Regions from separate parts of the Sus scrofa genome. Here region 2 is linked to region 1. Evidence: chromatin contacts called from public Hi-C data. All regions are on one chromosome and are shown on one strand. The core of a region is the stretch at or near the end of the contact, and the rest is flanking DNA. Distances in the headings are between cores, read along the strand shown. Region 1 holds the start of CCDC180 (coiled-coil domain-containing protein 180). Region 2 overlaps TMOD1 (tropomodulin-1).

Evidence for each region. A called contact is a pair of places that touch in the nucleus more often than the background predicts.
Region 2: a contact with region 1 is called in a Hi-C map of fetal skeletal muscle, with 1.8 times the contacts expected there. The contact joins the enhancer-like site here to the promoter of CCDC180 in region 1. A contact is called at or near these places in 3 of 5 promoter capture datasets (fetal liver, fetal skeletal muscle and liver), 9 of 47 Hi-C or Micro-C datasets (embryonic fibroblasts, fetal skeletal muscle, heart right ventricle and 6 more) and 1 of 2 datasets of contacts at active chromatin or transcription factors (alveolar macrophages).

Annotation. Positions count from the first base shown.
Region 1 is chr1:239,205,934-239,209,384 of Sscrofa11.1, forward strand. It overlaps CCDC180 (coiled-coil domain-containing protein 180), which reads left to right and starts at 1,695. Exons shown (of 42, transcript XM_021085122.1): 1 at 1,695-1,770; 2 at 2,018-2,117; 3 at 3,274-3,451. The coding sequence starts at 1,695.
Region 2 is chr1:239,464,547-239,467,955 of Sscrofa11.1, forward strand. It overlaps TMOD1 (tropomodulin-1), which reads left to right. Exons shown (of 10, transcript XM_003353588.5): 10 at 1,597-3,409. The coding sequence ends at 1,661. It overlaps TSTD2 (thiosulfate sulfurtransferase/rhodanese-like domain-containing protein 2), which reads right to left. Exons shown (of 10, transcript XM_005660262.3): 10 at 2,045-3,409. Among named protein-coding and RNA genes, the nearest start is that of NCBP1, 26 kb to the right of the region's middle. Within about 2 kb of position 1,600, at least 12 of the 83 cell types and tissues checked have an H3K27ac peak or open chromatin away from gene starts, as enhancers often do. A contact at or near this core is called in fetal liver, fetal skeletal muscle and skeletal muscle, where this site is marked.

The DNA of each region.
Region 1 (3,451 bases), core at 445-2,944:
CTGTGCCATTTGATCTCTTTACATTTTCTTGCCACTTAGTGCTGCTGCAATTCTAGAGACTGAACTAGAAAACTATGAGTTCCTAATATTTGGCCAAAAGAAATCTCAACAAGAGAAGCAGAAAATAGGTTCTCTTCCTTAAGAGCTCTAAAAAAGCAGCCACTGGAATTCCTGTCATGGCTCAGCAGTAATGAACCTGACTTAATACCCATGAGGATACATGTTCAATCCCTGGCCTCACTTGGTAGGTTAAGGGTCCAGTGTTGCCATGAGCTGTGGTGTAGGTCATAGATGCAGCTCGGATCCCACATCACTGTGGCTGTGGTGTAGGCCATCAGCTGCGGCTCTGGTTTGACCCCTAGCCTGGGAACTTCCACAAGCTGCAGGTGCGGCCCTAAAAAAAAAAAAAAAGGAAAAAAGGAGCCACTGTCCTGGGGCAGGAAATGGTCCTGGCAAGTGGTATTTTAAAAGACACCTACAGGGAGTTCCCGTCGTGGCGCAGTGGTTAACGAATCCGACTAGGAACCATGAGGTTGCGGGTTTGGTCCCTGCCCTTGCTCAGTGGGTTAACGATCCGGCGTTGCCGTGAGCTGTGGTGTAGGTTGCAGACGCGGCTCGGATCCTGCGTTGCTGTGGCTCTGGCATAGGCTAGTGGCTACAGCTCCAATTGGACCCCTAGCCTGGGAACCTCCATATGCCGCGGGAGCGGCCCAAGAAATAGCAAAAATAAATAAATAAATAAATAAAAATAAAAGACACCTATATTTCAATGGTTATGGCTATGCCTGGGGAAGTACCTTCAACCTCCAAATACCAAGAGTTCTGAGGGCCTGTCTCTGCTCCTGGCCCAGGTTAATGACACTGAAATGACCATGTCCTCTGAGGAAGGGGGACTTGAGGGTTTCCTTCAGTAGCCAGAGAGGGGCACTGGCCTAATCTCCTCCCACATGCAGAAAGCCGATGATCCTGAAAGAGGTCTTAGTTCAAGGAAGAATGTAGGAGTCTGTATCCCATTGAAATTAGCATGGGAAGTGAAGGAACCAAACTGTCTCTCAGGCTGTTAAAAAAAATACAATAATATTCAAATCTAGCATTTACTATTTTTTAATTAATTAATTAATTAATTTGTCTTTTTAGGGCTGCACCCGTGGCATATGGAGGTTCCCAGGTCAGAGCTATAGCTGCCAGCCTACGCCAGAGCCACAGCAATGCCAGATCCAAGTCATGTCTGCGACCTACACCACAGCTCATGGCAATGCTGGATCCTAACCCACTGAGCGAGGCCAGGGATCGAACCCACAGCCTCATGGTTCCTAGTTGGATTCATTTACACTGCGCAACGATGGGAACTCTAGCATTTACTATTTATAACAAATAAATATTGCCCTCTCCAGCAGGTAACTAGATGCTAGGGAAGAACTGTCAGGGAGAAGGGGTAGAGGGTAGAGTCACTCCCTCTTCTCCTGACTTTCAGGAGACCCCCAGGAAAAGGCTCACAATGTTATCCTTCACCTCAGGGCAGGAGGAGCTGGCTCAGTGCACCTCCAAGTGCCCTGCTGTGTCCCCATTGCTGAGGAAGAGGTTGCACTTGAGCTGGTCTCAGGAGTATGACCTGCCATAGGCCCTGGGCTCTGTGTTGGGGCCTGGTGGCTGCATAGAGGAGAGAGATCACCTTGAAAGTCTCCCCCAATGTCATGACCCAGCCTCCCTGCCCCACCCCCACTGCACTCTGTGTTCCAGACCCTGTGCTGAGTGCTCCAACAGTCAACAGTACCTCATTTGTCCCCATCTTGTGAGAGATCATTTAGCATCACCATTTCACAGAGAAGGAAACTGAGTCCCAGAAAGCTGAGGTGAATCACCCAGGCATGGGCAGTAATAATAAATCTAGGATCTGACTCCCCAAGACCATGCTTTGCCCTTAGAATTCAGCTGCTGCCAGGCTGGACACTCACTCACCCCTGGGCTTGACAATGGCCAGTTCTTCTTGGCCTCTAATATTCTGCTGGCTCTCTAGGACATGGGCTCCAGCTGGCAGAACAGAGTGGTACCTGTGAGCCTACCAGGAGCCACCCCTCAGGTGTCCCTCCCACTGCCTCCCAGCAGCTGGAGTTCAGGTGCACCGCAGGTCACCATGTAACAAGGTCTGGGTCACCCAGGAAACTGTGGCCATAGACTCTTTGGAGCTGACCCCCAGGAAGATTTGGCTGTGAAGGCAGAGTTTGTACCTGCTCTCACTCCAGCTCCTTCCTGGCCTCACCTCTCATTCTCACTGAGCTGCTTCGTGTCCTGGAACCATGCCCTAAATTGTTCCTTATGCTTGAGGTTGTAATGGCTTTCAGCCACCTGGAGAAGCAGGATTTCTCTCATTAATTTGTATTCCTGAGGCCAGAGGGAAGGACAGAATGCAAACAGGTTGGGCGAAGGATGCTGTAGAAGCCTTGCAGGGGTAAGTAGAGAGGCAGAGGTCCAGTCCTGGGTCTTTGCACCAATGGGAACCCTCCTTCCTTCCAGTTCCATCCAGGCCCTACCTGTTCTCAGAAATAGGTGTAAATAGCCTTCCCTCCAGGAAGTTGTCCTTGAGGGCAGCCACCTTCCCCCATCTGCCATTTCAATAAGTCTCCTGCTTCTCTGTTATCAAACTCTCTCAATAAGTGATCTGATTCCCCTAGGGGGCAGACCGCCAGAGTCCATCAGAAAGCCAGGAAGCCCAGAACCAGCCCCCCATCCTCACCCCTCTCATGATGTACTACCGCAAGAGCCCTCGAGGGGGCAGTGCACACCGAGAAAACAGGACTTGGACCTGGGCCAGGCTTTGGGCACTAACGCTGGGGGGACATGAGAGCTGAGACTCAGGGGCATTCTAGCCCAGTCCTCTCTGATGACAGATGTAGAGACCAAGGCCTCAGGCAGGAAGGGACATAGAGGGACTTGGATGAATGGGCCTCAAAGAGTCATATAGATTAGTATTTTTATTGTAATTCCATTCAAGCCTTGAAGCCCAGATTCCGAGCCCTTCAACCGCTTTTAATCTAAGAAAGATAGGTCTCTTTTAGAGATGCTTTCTGCCTCTTAATTATAGCCAACCACTGCTGTATGCTACTTCCCACCAGAAGTTGGCTTTAGTCAAGACAGGAAGATAGGATGGTTTATCTAGACCACAGTGAATCAGAGCTGCATCTCTTGTCTCTACCAGTGTCTACTAGTAGAGTACTTTTCAGAATATTCAGCGTGTTGCTCAGGATGCTCCTGCCAGTCCTGAGATATCCCTAGTACTGCGGAGCAACTGGCAGGAATTTCACTACTCCAGGCGCGGGAGCTCCAGTTGCTAAGGGCAACCCCGCCTCCACCCAGGAAAGGAAGTGAGGGCGGGGTCAGCGGAGCTCCCGCCCCTCTGCGTTGCCTTGGAGACCAAAAGTGTCTTGCTGCAGCTGAGGCTGGAAGAAGCCCG
Region 2 (3,409 bases), core at 350-2,849, 260 kb after region 1:
GAATCAGATGAGATGTGGACCATATATAGAGCCTATATAGACAGGGACAATATAGACTGTTCCAAGGGAGCACTGAACTGCGGCTCACCAGCCTTGTTCCATCTGGTACCAGCTCTATTGCTTTGAGCAAGAAATGTACCCTGTCTGCCATAACGTGGCAATGCTAACAACACTGACACTCCAGGACTGCTGGAGGGGCGCCAATGAGGGGTTGAGAGTGAAAGGGGTGTGACGCTTGTACAGCTAACGGAGATAGAGCCAAGCCTGGCTCATGTAACCCCTTGGGTCGCTTTGGGCAAACCTCTTCTGCTCTCTGGGCTTTGGTTTTTGTTCTCCCACAGCTCTTGAGCATTCTGATGGTCTCCAGGAATCTGGCCAGACACAGTCCTCTCTCCAGGAGACTGCCGCTGATTTACATTAATTTTTCTTTCTGGGGGAGTGGAGAGGAGAGGAGGAGTTCAGGCAAAGTTTGAATTCTAGGCCCCAGAGTGGGCGGCCTGTGTGCTCCCGTGTCCCTCCGTGCCGGCTCCTAGCCACAGCCTGAGTGACACACCTTCCTGGTGGTTCTGCTTTGTACGCTCAGTGTCCCGCACAGGCCCATTCAGTTCTTGGTGCAGCTCATATGCATCTACCTGCTCGGCTCGGGAACTGGAAAACACTTCTAAGCATAGACACTTTTTTCTTCTCCCAATAGCTTCCTGCCTTTGCCACACCAGCAGCCCCCTTGACTGCACCTACTGGTTCTACAGAGGTCTTTGACCTTTCTCTTGTGGCTGACCTAGCTTACTGCTTGGTTTTCATCTGCAGGCACAGTCATTTGTTTCACACACTCTCTCTTCCTTGTTACAACAGAGGGGACCCCTACCCCTGGCCTGCTGGCAACCATCCCACTACCTGCAAGCTAATAACCTCAGCCTGCAACCCCCTGGCTTATGCTTCCCTCTTTACAACATTCAACTACGTTGTTATGTGAACAGTGTTTGGGCCTAGATTGTCTTGCCCTGGGAAAATGTCAAGGTTAACCCTAAGGAGACACAGATAATCCAGAGTAATTTTCAGGGCAGACACGGCTGTTTACACAGGCAGGCCAGGAGCTCTGAGAAGGCTGGGCGAAATGTTTCCAGCAGGTTAAGATTTCATTAAGATTGATTGAACTGAACTCTTATCTGAACCAAAGTAAGGATCTCCAACCACAGAGCCTCTGTACACAAAGGAAGAGAGCAGAATTGGATGAAGTGGGCTTTCTATCTGTGTGACTGGCGATATACAAGTAGTTCATGAACAAATCCACGCCAGTTAGAGACCCTCCTCAGTGACCACTCACAACTGTCCTTTAAGAACAACAGACTTGGTGGCTCAGCGGGTTGAGGATTTGGTCTTGTCATTGCTGTGGCTCTGGTTACAGCTGTGGTATGGATTCAATCTCTGGCCTAGGAACTTCCACACCAAAAAAAAAAGAAAAAAAAAATCAATCAAAAAACAACAGACTCCAGACTGTGCTAATGGAAGTTGGTGAGAAGCCTCCCAGCACTCAGCCATGGTGGTGGCTCCTGATGCACAGGGACAGCTGGTTCATGTCTCATCTTTCCTTTCCAGTGAGGAAGAGAAGGCTGGCAGACTTGACCGGGCCCATCATTCCCAAGTGCCGGAGTGGCATCTAGTGTGTGCGGGTGCTGACCACGCCTTTGAACTGGACGTGTCCTACTGATAAGCTGTGCTCTGCAGTGGAAACCGGAAGGCAAAGTGCCGGCACAGACCCTGCTGTGGTTCAGTTCTTTATGCACTAAGGTTTTAGGTTAGCTAGTGGTTGTAGTTGAAACTTTTATAAACTATGGTTAATGTGAAGTTTTTCTTTAGTCACAGAAGTTCAGTCTGGTTATTATTTAAAAACTAAGAAGCCCCTGAACCAGCAGATCTTACTGAAGACGATATTATAGCAGCAGTGACTTACCCCCTGGAGCCCCGTTTGGGTGGCCTTGCTGTGTGGTGTTTCAGGTGCATTTAAAATACGAGACATGAAAAAACAGCACCCTCTTCCATGTGGTTTAAAAGCGTTGTAAGATACTTTATTACAAATTTGATCTTAGCTCTCTAGAAAACGAGACAGATCAACATTCTTTATTAACACTCCTTTAAATTTTAAGAACCTCAAGATTAAGGTTGCCAAACTGATTTTTGGATCAAGAACACAATTTTTTTTCCCCCCTCAAGAAAGAAAGACTGAAGCGACAAAGCTCTGCCAGGAATCAAAGAACATAAGATTCCTTATACTGGATACAAGGAAATAATACAAAAAGCCAATGGTGGAATTTCAAATTTTTAAAACTGTCCTTTTTTTATTCTTTTTAAAAAACCTATTCCAGACAACAAACATTTCCCTATGTTCTTTATGAACACCTGGGATTTACTTACAATTTGATACCGGAGTCAGAAAATTTCTTCCTTATATATAATGCCAATCTTACAGTGGATGTGAAACCTATGGCCAAACACCTTTCTCTATCGCACAGCGGACCAATGCCTCATGTGAGATAAGACACTAGAGAGACAAATTTCTAGTCTATCATGGCTTAAGCTTACAGAATTCAACTACCTGTCATGTCACTCATTTGTCAAGTCACCGCTGATCTCATGCCTGTCAATTAAGCCTCTCAAGACCAATGGTGAAGACAATCCAGATGTTTAGGAATCAGGAAACCTGGCCAAACCATCCCTAGATGATTATTCTTAAAATGTAATTTTGGCATTTCTGCCGGATCCCTTTTAACATCATGTGCATCTCTTGAGATCCAGCAAAAATGTTAAGCTCAATGCCCTTGTGCCTTTTAATATACCACAGTGCCAGTTAAACTAGTATTTCTGTTGCTTGGGGAGTTATTTTCATGAGTGATTCAGCAAATCTTATGATAAAGGACAGGCCAAAGAGCTGATGAGCACAGACTAAGCCGCAGAGCACTGCGCAGAGAGGCTTTTGATGAAAAAGGGCAAGTCTTGCACACTGAACTGTAATGACGTGGACAGTACAGGGTAACCAGAGGTGGAGCCAGGGCCTCACCACTATGGAGGAGTATCTACTGAGGCTGCAGATGGGCCCGGGAGTGGCTCCATGCTGCAGAGACGGCCAGCCCCACTCGGCTTCTCCTTGAAACACAATTGCAGCTGTATTCTGCATCACTGGAAACTGCAATATAATATTAAATCTGTTGGTCTATGAATGGGTGTTCATGTGTTTTTTGGGACTTGTGGGCTAGGGACACATGATGGCCAGGAGACTGGGAAACCACTGTGGCAATTCTGAATAAGTTCACACAGAACGTCTTCTAATCCTGAGGTGTTCACCTAAAAACTACTGCCTACATGTCAGTGTCATCGAGCTAAAGTGAATCTCTCAAAGAGCACACTTAGGAGC